Linked DNA regions of Danio rerio: all the other regions are linked to region 3. Evidence: chromatin contacts called from public Hi-C and Micro-C data. All regions are on one chromosome and are shown on one strand. Each heading gives the region's core, a stretch centred on a gene start, on an enhancer-like site or on the middle of the called end of the contact. The rest is flanking DNA. Distances are from core to core; before and after follow the strand shown.

Region 1 (4,179 bases), core at 1,179-3,678, 190 kb before region 3:
ATACAATCATATCCTGATAACAATATATAACACGATATAGTACCATTTCTGTCAATTCAATCTGTTAATAGTTTATACATATTAACCACATGCAAAGGAATATTTCTTTAAATCATATATCTATATATACTCAGGATCTCTCATATTATTTAGCAAATTTTTATTAAAAATGTAGAATTATAAAATAATTATCCAAAATACAATTTAAGACACGTTTCAAAACAAATGATTTGTACGATATATATTGACTTGTAGCACAACCCTAAATGGTTATGTAATATATGTACAAAAACAGTTGTATTCTTATTACATACAAATACATTTGTAGGTTTTTGTATGTCAATACAGTTGTACTGACATATTTTCTTTCTTTTAGTACACTCAAAAAAAATTATTTTTGCTGCTCGTTCAAACTACACTTTTAAATAAGTTGAAACAACAACTTTCTAATGTTTTTTGGCACAAATTAATTGTTTTAGGTTCAATCAACTTAAATTTGTAAACATGAACAAGTTAACTTAATTATTTGTGTTGTGACAACATGAAAGCATAGTGAGAAACCCAGCATTTATCGTGTAGATAGGAGCAATTCCACGCAAATTTCAACCTTCCCATGAAAAAATGAAGTTTTTACTAAAATAGCGAAACCCTTTCTAAGTTTTTTGTGTAGGCTTGTATTTTACAGGACTGTAAAAATACCCAAAAATATCTCAGTCAATGTTCTTAAACAATTATATTTGATTTACCAAAGTCACACAAGTGTCAATTTCACATCCGTCACATCCATAACGGACAGACGTCACATCCATAACGAAGCTTTTTTTTTCTCATAAATACAAAAATGTTAAATAAAATCAAATCAATTATTTTTGTTCTATAGAGAGCCGACTCTCATCCTTTCGAATAACAATATTTCTTTTGGCTTGCGCAGTTTAATTCACAGAATTTCTATTTTGTAGACTGTAAACTTCCTAATTATTTTGGTCACATCCATAACATGTTTATTTTCCTTTTTTAAAACATAAAAATGTTTACTGATTGATATTTTCCTGATCCCATAACTCTGTGGTTAGTTGTTTTGGAAAGAATAAACAGATGTTACAATATAACGTTAACATGAATTTATGTTTTGAATTTTTACTGCAAATGCCACATCCATAATGCTGGAGTTGCTCAGCTATAAATAAATTTTAATTTCAGATTATTTAGCACATCATTGAGTCTATTTGCTGATTTAAATGTGTGTAAATGTATGTTTATTACATTATTAATTTATTGCATTACGCAAATGTTTATAGGGCTGGGCAGTGTGACAAAAAATCTCATATCATGAAACAAGTCATATCATATCCTGATAACAATATATAACACAATATAGTACCATTTCTGTCAATTCAATCTGTTAATAGTTTATACATATTAACCACATGCAAAAGAATATAAAATATTTCTTTATCATATTTTACTTTATATATGCTCGTTCAAACTACTCATTTAAATAAGTTGAAACAACAAAATTCTTACTTTTTTGGCACAAATTAATTCATGTTCAATCAACTTAAATTCGTAAACATGAATGAGTTAACTTAATTTGTGTTGTGACAACATGAAGGAATTGTGAGAAACACTGCATTTTAGTGTAGATATTTTATATGAGAAACTTTGTTCAACACAATTTACATAGTAAATGATATATTTATTTAATTTGTTATGTTTTTAATTACTACAATTTGAAAATAATCCCGCTTAAATTCGTGTATTGTTATTTCCAGAGATACCGAAAAATGTCCGCAGATTCTGTTTGGCACTGGTTATGGATTAATGACTTGGCTTTTGTGGAGAATATCAGCTGAAATATCATCATACATCTATGTAAACTTAATGTAGATCATGTGTACTGAATGCAACAAATCTTACTGATGTCAGAATCTCAAATACGAAGACTCGTTGTGCTTATACACATCGTGTGTTTACATGTTTCAATTACGACACAGCCAGTTTCGTAAACTGCATGAATGTCTTATAGAGCATATAGTACTGTTTCATTAGCATTTCTGCTAAACATTGTACAGTAAATTATTATAACAGTCCAAATAATTCAGAAAGCATTGATCTTTCCTATTGATATCCTGATGCACGGGTCTGAGTGTCATTTATGAGACGCTAACAGCCTTGACGCGGTTGTGTTTTAGAGAGTTTTGATGCTGTACATGCTAAGGCTAATTGTGTTAGCGCTGCAACTGTTTTCAAAGCTTTAAATGGGAGTAAATTACCGCTGGAAGTCGAACATCTGCTCAATCCCCCGCGTTTCCATTATTTAAAATCTTTCTGGGATATTTTCAAAGGCTGCTGCATACTATTCCTCGGGATTAAACGGAAGGTGAGGGGGGAGAAACGCTAGCCGCTATTAGCCTGTGCTGTTTTTCGCCATGTTGAGACGCGGCTGATGTTTCTAGATGAAGCGCAAAGAACTTCACGACAGAAAGGCGATCAGGCACTCCGGAGTAACTTCCGTGCTTAATCACGTGGTTTTTGGCAGCACATCTGATTGGTGTTTAGAAGTTGAATTTGTGTTTTCAAGATTTAAAACAGCTGTAATGTATACAATATTAATTGTTGTATATATAACGCTAAACACAAAACGAGCATCTATCTATCTATCTATCTATCTATCTATCTATCTATCTATCTATCTATCTATCTATCTATCTATCTATCTATCTATCTATCTATCTATCTATCCATCCATCTATCTATCTATCCGTCTGTCTGTCTGTCTTAATTCAATTTAATTCAATAATTGCTTTATTGGCATGACAAATGTTACAAATGTATTGCCAAAGCATTAATAAAGTTTACATAAAAAGATAAATAGTAATAAATAGTAATAGTTGTAAAAAAAGATATATACATATAATAATTAACCTTTAAGCATGATGAAAGTGCAGCGACCTCTTGCGGCGCCCTTGTAAAACTGTTACTCAAAGGCAAGAGTGGAAAAGCTGATGCATGAAACTTCGTCGTTCCACTTGAGTTTTAAAGGACAACTCACCTTTCAGCTTCTTATTTGCGTGCTTTTTTATATGCATTTTTCAAGTTGAAGGCTGACATCTTGCGTTATGGAATATGCATTACATACATTCCATACAGTGTGCAGTTTTTCTACCCTTTTTGTTGTTATGCGTGAACAATTAATAAGCATTTCATTGGAATCATTTTGATATATGGGTCATTCTGTAGAATTGGTTCTACTTTCCCACAATTGATATACGTATTGAAACAACAAATCTTGTCAAAAGCACCATAAATAAACTTAATATAAACATTAATAAGGGGCGGCTTAGTGGTTAGCACCGTCGCCTCACAGCAAGAAGGTTCTGGATCGAGTCCCGGCTGGGTCAGTTGTCATTTCTGTGGATGGCCATTTTCCTCTAGCATCAACAAGACATTTCTTTTTCTGACCATTCTCTGTAAACCCTAGAGATGGTTGCGCGTGAAAATCCCAGTAGATCAGCAGTTTCTGAAATACTCAGACCAGCCCGTCTGGCACCAACAACCATGCCACGTTCAAAGTCACATAAATCAACTTTCTTCCCCATTTTGATGCTCGGTTTGACCTAAAGAAGATCTCCTTGATCATGTCTGCATGACTTATTTTATTAAGTTGCTGCAATGTGATTGGCTGATTAGAAATTTGTGTTGACGAGCAGTTGGACAGGTGTACCTAATAAAGTGGCCGATTAGTGTATATCGTCTGTGATATTATCATAACTGTTGTTTCAATATATGCCAAATCATATGATCGACTTTTCTGAAACAGTCTGCATGGTATGATCTATGTGCATACCTCTTCTCTCTTAAAGATAGAATAGCTCTAGGTGTTCTTATCCGATATTTACTGTCAGATGTGTGTCTAGTAAATGTGCTTGTCGCATTTAAGCAGCAGAGGTAGGCTATATGTATTAACATTGAATATCAACAGTCTGAATTAGCCGTGGCATATATATATATTTTTTACAGGAAACACTTGCGGTCCCCAAACACTAGAGAGCGCCACAAGCTTTGTGTTTTCCATGCCATTACTCCCACTCTTAAGCCCTTCTAAAAACAATGCTTCAGCTTTTCTGTAATTTCCTGTCAGTGACTCTTTTCAGCGTATACCATAGTGTAATAAATAAA
Region 2 (4,336 bases), core at 1,602-4,101, 150 kb before region 3:
CTGAACTCATTACACAAAGAAGCATCAACTGGAAAATATGGAAAACTGAAATAAAAGTGGGAGAAAAAATAACATACAGGAAAGATGTTAGACTTAATGAACTGGTCATGACAGTGAATGAAGCATTTTAATATTGCGCTGGTCGATGGAAAAGACAGTGAATATCCACAGGAGAGATCAACAGAGATCATATTGACTGCTGATGGCGAGTCTCCGCAGAAAAAAGACAAACTGGAGCAAAGAATCGCTTGTTGACAGATCATTATTCAGCTTGTTTTGATGTTTTAAACTGTGCCAAAAAATTTTATTCATCTGTGGGAGCAAATGACCTTTTAACACACTAATTTATTCAATAAAAACATTAATAGATTAAAATAAATAAGGAAATAGGCGATGCAGTGGTGCAGTAGGTAGTGATGTTGCCTCACAGCAAGACGGTAGCTGGTTCGAGCTTCGGCTGGGTCAGTTGGCGTTTCTCTATGGAGTTTGCATGTTCTCCCTGCATTCGCGTGGGTTTCCTCCCTGTGCTCCAGTTTCCCCCACAGTCCAAAGACATGCAGTACAGGTGAATTGGGTAGGCTAAATTGTCCGTAGTGTGTGTGTGTGAATGTGTGTGTGGATGTTTCCCAGAGATGGGTTGCGGCTGGAAGGGCATTCGCTGTGTAAAAACTTGCTGGGTAAGTTGGCAGTTCATTCTGCTGTGGCGACCCGGATTAATAAAGAGACTAAGTGGACAAGAAAATGAATGAATGAAATAAGTAAATAAATACACACTCAGTCAATTAAATGTACAATTTTATCAGTATATATATATATATATATATATATATATATATATATATATATATATATATATATATATATATATATATAATATTAATTTATTCATTTTCCTTCGGCTTAGTGCCTTTATTTATCAGGGGTTACCACAGCGGAATGAACCACCAACTTATCCAGCATATATTTTACACAGCGGATGCCCTTCCAGCTGCAACCCAGTACTGGGAAACATCCACAGAATCCACAGCTGGGACTTGAATCAGTGACCTTTTTGCTGTGAGGCGACAGTGCTAACCACTGAGCCACCGTGTTACCCCTATATAATATAATTATACCTAAATGTAATGTTTAATAACGATTGAATTCATAACATTATATTAAATAACCATTTGTATACACAGTTATTTATTTAGTTATTAATAATTAGATGTTTTAAAAGAAAGAGGTAAGAATCGTGGCTTGATTGTCAAATAGTCAGCTGATTTTGATATCTCATACAGCTCAAATAAGTAGTATACCTAATATACATATACATTAATTGATTAATTAGGCCTAGTTAGTTAGTGAATGTAACTTAAAAAAAAGTAATGAGAACTAAGGTTTTTGTAGTGTTTTAATTAAAATTTTTGCTCTGATTTACTGATGTAGTTTAAGAACATTTTGTAAAAACCAATCAAATTGTTATCAGTTTCAACTATAGCCTAATTATTAAGCATGATTATATATTTTAATTAGATATTATAATTAGTTATATTTACATAATTATAAAATTATGATATATGGATTTGTTAAGGACTTAACTATGATTTATACTTATTTGCAAATGATGATATATGCACATTATTTAGGATATAAATATGAAATTATAATATATACATTTGTTTTATTATTTAATTATGATTTATACATATTTACAAACTATTTAATTATGATTTATACAAATTATGATATATGTACGTTACTTATGACACACATTTCATCTATAATTATGAAACATTTACCAGGTTTATATGTATGTAACAGCATCATATCATATTCATATATAAGCTTCATTATTTAAAATATTGTTTTTTCATATTAAAAAATTAATTATATTATATTAATTTAATTAATAACTTAAATATATATTTATATTATGACATATAAATGTGATATATAAATTTTTATAATTTACACATATATACAAATTATTTAATTACAATTCACAAACTATGATATATACATATTAATTATGATATTTAGATTTCATATATAATTATGAAACATATTTACAAGATTTATATAACATGACATTTATTATACTCCTTAAAATTAATATGTTTCATTATTAACAATGTTGTTTTTGCAATTGACTAATTATTTGAAATAAGTATACATTTTAATTATAAAATTAGCTATATTTTTAAAATTATAAAATTATGATATATGCATTTGTTAAGGATTTAACTATGATTTATACTGATATGGAAATTATGATATATTCACATTATGTATGATATAAACATTTCATATATTTATTATGATATATAGATTGTATATATAATTATGAGCATAATTAGCCTACTAGGTTTATATATATATATATATATATATATATATATATATATATATATATATATATATATATATATATATATATATATATATATATATATATACACATAACATACATTATATTCCTTAATAATTAATATTTGTGAATTTTGTGAAATATTTGTGAAAGAAAGAAAGAAAGAAAGAAAGAAAGAAAGAAAGAAAGAATCGTATTTAGTTCTGTAAATTTGTATGTGATTATTCAGATGAATCAGTGTTATTTACCTCAGTGTGCTGATAAGATCATGTCCTCGGGTCTGAAAAACGAAACCCACAAAATATAATAACCAGAAATGATTCGTTTATGCCTTGGTTCAAAAGCAAGCTTCAGTAACGTGATGTCAAGCAGCACAGAATCGACTTTAGCTTTAAAATAGCTGAGAAAAGTCGCAGAAATGCTTCATTAATACCATCAGGTGGCGCGTGCTCCTGTCTATTCGCTCCGTGTAGGAACTCTCGCGAGAACACTGAAAGCTGATGCCGAAAGTCTCGCGAGAATCCGTCCTCTGCTGGGCTGCATTTGGATGATGGATTGTGAGCGCCCTCATTAAGTCACGCAATGAGTGAAATATGTCTTTGTCTCCCCTTTGTCGCAAAGTAATAAAGGGACGCCGAATTCTTCAGCACAGCTGCACATTATTGCACAGCTCTCAGCTGGACGATTTTTTCCTCTCCTCTAATTGATAAATGACAGGATGAAAGGTTATTGTTGTCACACTAATTGGAAATGGCGCTGAATTACTAACGGGCTCGTCGTTTTCTGCTATGGCATTGGGTGGCACAGTCTGACTGGTCTTTTCCCAGCCAGCTGCACATAGACTGGCCAAAATGAAATATCCACAGAGACATAGAGGAAATATTAATTCTTAATACAATAAATAAACATAACAATGAATGAACACTTGGTGGAAACATGCATGCTAGCATAACAGAAAAACAAGCTATGCTACTAAAACTATAGTTCAAATTATTCAAACAGAGAGCTAGTGGATACACACACAAACACACACACACTTTTGTTTTGAAATAGGCTCATTTTACTGATCACCTAAAGTTAAATAGTTGAGTTTGACCATTTTTGAATTCATTCAGCTGATCTTTTGGTCTGCGGGGAGCATTAACTTAGCATGATTATTAAACTGTATTAGACCATTAGCATCTCGTTCAAAAAAAGAGTTTTATTATTTTCATATTTAAAGCTTGACTCTTCTGTAGTTACATCATGTACTAAGACTGATGGAAAATTAAAATCAATTTTCTAAGTCAATATGGCTGGGAACTATGCTCTCATTCAAGGAACTTTGCCGCTATAGGACGTGCAATGATATTATGCTGCACGTGAAAAAGTCCCCAGTTAAGGAACTATAGTAACAGCTCTGCGTGATGTCACTAAACAGAATCACGAAATGTAATTCTGTAGATTTGATGAGAGTGAACCCAGTATAGATTTGTAAACAAGAATATGACCATGCTTTAGCCTACGAAAGGACAAAGCAGACCAACCTACCCTAGTATACAGCACAGTGATGAGTTGGGGATTTAAAATTAGTTATAAATCTTAGTGCACCATGGTAAACAGTATCCAATGCATGCAGACTTTGAGACGAAGCATGCATATAGATAACATCACCTTAGTCCAATGTCGATATGAATGTTGCCTCAAACAGCTTCTTTTTAGCATCAAAAGAAAGGCAGTTCTTAATTCTAAAATAGAAGCCTAAAATCACTTTTAATTTTTTCACCAATTGCTGAATGTGAGTACTAAAAGAAAGTGTATCGTCAATTCAAATTCCAAGATATTTATACTGGGACACCAATTCAATCTCTGCACCATGAGTAGTAGCAATAGGACGTAGCTTTTGCTTGGCTTGTTTTGAATTTGAAAATGGCATAAATTTTGGTTAATTGGCATTTAAAACTAATTTAAACTCAGATAAATTATGTTGAAGTACATTGAAAGTGA
Region 3 (3,953 bases), core at 2-2,501:
AATAACAATAACTAGCACTAATAATGATGCTATCGTTTTATTATCTGGGGATGCATGTAAACATGTCTAAAATCACACAGCTAATTAAACCCATCCTCATACAAAACACAAATCAACACGATGTTGTTGAGCAGACAAAAAAGATTTGGCGTTTTTGCCATAGATATATAGACTAGATGTCGCCTGGCCTATTGTTGTCTATTGGACGGAGTGCGTCAATAGCGCCGCCATCTTGCTACAGGGTAGCGCTCCTTTGAAATGAATGCGGGACCACGGTACAATTGAGGACTGTGGCCATGCAAAGACAGAGATATACACATATACACATATATCTGTGATCGGGAGTTTTCCTGGATGTTAGTATGTAATTTTTTTTCTAATTACAAAAATTATAATTTTACATCACTTTTCTACATTGATAGATCAGTGACCGCACGGGAATTCCTGACAAAAAGCTTGTGTTTGTGTGTACAGAAATGTACTATTCACCCTCCCTGTTAAATTTGATCTAATCATGTCCTGAAACACACATCCTCTCCTGCTTTCACTTCTCATACTGACGGAGGGAGCGATTCGTTTGTGAATGAATCCCCCGAACGACTCTTTCACTAACGTTAGCCGACAATAATACAAGTTTCTGGCAGCGCAGCATCTCGTTGTCATATTTCTTTTGCATTGTTTGCTGATTTTATTCAACAAAACTAGCATAAGCCGAGTGTTTAGTGCGAGTTGGAGCTGCTTTGCCGTATGGTGAATGCAGTAAGTGACTGTTATCCTCAATAACGTTACCTGATTAGCATAAAAGTTCAGAACATACAAAAACAGAAAAAAACACAATATTACCTATGAAATGTTTTGCCTTTGTGCTTTATTTTCTTTGTTTGCTCGTTACTACACCCGTAGACAGCGCTAAAGTCCCGCGTCTTCACGTAATAACACTGTCTTGACTAGTGCGGTTGAATGACATTTGTCCTGGGAGCACTGTACCAATGTGGCGGCGCTAATGACGCATGCTCAGGGTCCCTATGCGATATCTAGTGTTTATATCTATAGTTTTTGCAAGGCAAATATAGTGAGGATTTATCAAATGGCTCCATCGTGAGGACAAACGAGGTAGTGGACGCACGAAAAAGAAACAAAGGGCTTTACATGATCACCGACCGTGCATACTATTGGACGACGCTATTGAAAGCCCGCCCACTTCTACACTCTCATTCGTCCATTTCGATGTCAATCAACACGCCGGAACTACGTTTAACAGGACCTGTGCGCGCAAAAATGGAGGATAACATTAAAGACCTCAGCCGACCCCAGATGTATTTGTTTGGTGAGCTGAATTAAAATCACACGTTGCATAACCATATATATGCGACAATTCGTCATATGCAATCAAACGATAAGCTCCTACTGCTGCATTGCACTGTAATACAAGAGTTGTGGCTAATGCAGCTAGCCACATGTATTGGCTCTGCCTTTGTGTTTAGTCTAATGTTTATATATGCGATATAATGGGCTGGAGGACTGGGGATAGTTATATTTCATGTATTTATTTTCTATTTATAAAGGATGTTGTTTATTTTGTGGGATTTTTGGTTGCATAAAATGGGTTTTTCTAAAGTTTATCACGTGTTTACAACATTTTTGAATAAAGTATTAGTTTTTGATTAAGGTAAAGTTGGTTTTATATTCGCACATTCATATTTTCATCTTAATATCATTTCAAAAAAGTATTCTTTGCAAATTCTAAATAGTGAAATCATATTAGCAGCCAATCAAAATACTACAATGTTTACAGTCAATTAAATAATGATAATGTTGTTTTGAAGTCATACTTGCATGTAATTTCAGTCCGAATAATCAAAGTACCATGGTAAACAAAACTGAGCTGTCACTTAACGAATGTGCGAATATAAAACCAACTTTATTCTCAATTTAGTTTTGCTGTCTTCCTGTAGGTTGTTCGTTAAAGGCTGACAAGAAAGAGCACAAAGTTGACCTGGATGATGATGAGGCTGAACATCAGCTGTCACTTAAGTCGGTGAGGAAGATGAATATTTGACAAAAGTCTAATATTGCCATATAGGCAGTGGTGTAAAGTAATATCAAATACTCCAATTACTGTAATTGAGTAGTTTTTCTCAGGAATTGTAATTTTTAAAGTAGTTTTAGAAATGTGTAGTTGTGATATTGATGCTAAAACAATATTTTGTGCAGCTGTATTCTGTTTTACAACACTTATTTTCTGTATCACAATATAGATTGTGTCAAAGCTGCATTACATGAATGAACAGGAAAATGATAACAAGCCATAGCAGTATTTCTTTTGTGAGGCACTATGCTAATGATGCACTGTATATTTCAGACAAGTCGTTTTGATTGTCTGTAAACTGGCAATACCACATCTCTCACCTCTTCACCCGTGTTCTCAGGTGTGTTTGGGTGCCGAGGCGGAGGATAAATTCCACACCGTGGAGATGGAGGGATTGACTTACGATGGCAAAACCACCAAAATCACACTTGCTGTATTGAAACCATCCGTTCTGCCTTCTGTAAGTGTTCTAGAGTTCATTTCCGTTGGGTTTTGTGTTATAAACAGGTGTAAAAAAGTTTGTAAATAGCATCACAGTGTAAAAAAAATTTTGTTACAAGTGTGTGTGTGTGAATGTGAGAGTGTTTGGGGGTTTCCCAGTACAGGGCTGCAGCTGGAAGGCCATCTGCTGCGTAAAACGTATGCTGGAATAGTTGGCGGTCCATTCCGCTGTGGCGAGCCTTGATAAACAAGGGACTAAGCCGAAGGAAAATGAATGAATGAAGACCCTTGTAAACAGCTGATATTATTCCGTCTTTAAAATACATCTTGCCGATAAACTAGTGATATTTGGGATCTTATGTAATTTAGAAAAAAAACAAGTTTTTTCTAAGTTCCAAGTATTTAGCTCAATATTTTTATACTTTTAGCTGACTTTTAGTATTTAATAGTATTGTCAGAGTATTAAATTGTAATTGAAGTACTGTGAATGGAACCTTTATTTAGATATCTACTATGAAATTAGTTTGAAAAAATCTAATAAATTATGAAATGAAAAATATGTGGAAACCCTGCACACCCCAAGTAATTCAATTCAATTCAGCTTTATTTGTATAGTGCTTTTACAATGTAGATTGTATCAAATCAGCTTCACATAAATGGTCATAGTAACTCAGGGCTCGAAATTGCGACCATTTTGGTCACATATGCGCCCGAAAATTAATCTATGCGACCTAATAATATATTTTGGCGCATTAGTGCGACTACAGATAATGGTTGTAGTGCGACCTGTTTTGATTTTTTGTAAAAACGTGCTGAATCGCTCTTCCCTGCCGCTATATTGGTTCCTATTAGCTGTCAATCCCTTAAGACTTTCCGCTGTTAGATGACAAGGAAGGAGCTTTTACGACCACGGGAAATACAAACGGCTGAAGAGTAATAACTTAAAGCACACAGGTTTGCAAACCCCATCTAAAGTTGAGGGCGCAGATGAGAGCGATCATGACGTGGTGAATATTGATCCGCCAGCTGAGATCAATCGAGTACGTGTTTTTCGGAGAAGGTGCCCGAATCTCGATGCGTTGCATTCACTGCGTGTTCAGCGCAAATGTCCGCTAAAAGTCAAATCTAATACTGTACATATCATCGTCAAAGGAGCTCGCCTTTACTAAGTTTACACTGAAACTGCGGCTCATCATAACAACGAACGGTATTGCGTCGGTGGTCATCGCAAGAGTACTGCTCTGCCTGCTCATAAATTGGGTCGGCTGACTCGCCTGCTTTTCACTAACACAGAAAAATGAAGATCAGCCAGTCTGAGCTCAGACTAAACCTTTAAATTGACACAAACTGAAACCAAAACTTTTAAAGAGTGATAGAAGTGAGACTTTACTTACTTTATCTTGTCTATTCTTTTTTGAGGTGT

The links. A called contact is a pair of places that touch in the nucleus more often than the background predicts.
Region 1: a contact with region 3 is called in a Micro-C map of caudal fin, with 7 times the contacts expected there. The contact joins the promoter of aup1 here to the promoter of npm1b in region 3. A contact is called at or near these places in 7 of 18 Hi-C or Micro-C datasets (caudal fin, embryo, hematopoietic stem cells and 1 more) and 3 of 4 datasets of contacts at active chromatin or transcription factors (caudal fin, embryo and gastrula embryo).
Region 2: a contact with region 3 is called in a Hi-C map of an unstated tissue, with 6 times the contacts expected there. The contact joins the enhancer-like site here to the promoter of npm1b in region 3. A contact is called at or near these places in 3 of 18 Hi-C or Micro-C datasets (caudal fin, hematopoietic stem cells and an unstated tissue) and 2 of 4 datasets of contacts at active chromatin or transcription factors (caudal fin and gastrula embryo).

What each region holds. Positions count from the first base shown.
Region 1 is chr14:6,363,628-6,367,806 of GRCz12tu, reverse strand. It overlaps aup1 (AUP1 lipid droplet regulating VLDL assembly factor), which reads right to left and starts at 2,428. Exons shown (of 12, transcript NM_199690.2): 1 at 2,274-2,428. The coding sequence starts at 2,314.
Region 2 is chr14:6,325,611-6,329,946 of GRCz12tu, reverse strand. No RefSeq gene overlaps it. Among named protein-coding and RNA genes, the nearest start is that of kazald2, 19 kb to the left of the region's middle. Within about 2 kb of position 2,851, at least 4 of the 62 cell types and tissues checked have an H3K27ac peak or open chromatin away from gene starts, as enhancers often do.
Region 3 is chr14:6,169,717-6,173,669 of GRCz12tu, reverse strand. npm1b (nucleophosmin 1b) reads left to right here and starts at 1,251. Exons shown (of 11, transcript NM_001166155.1): 1 at 1,251-1,327; 2 at 1,956-2,038; 3 at 2,430-2,549. The coding sequence starts at 1,279.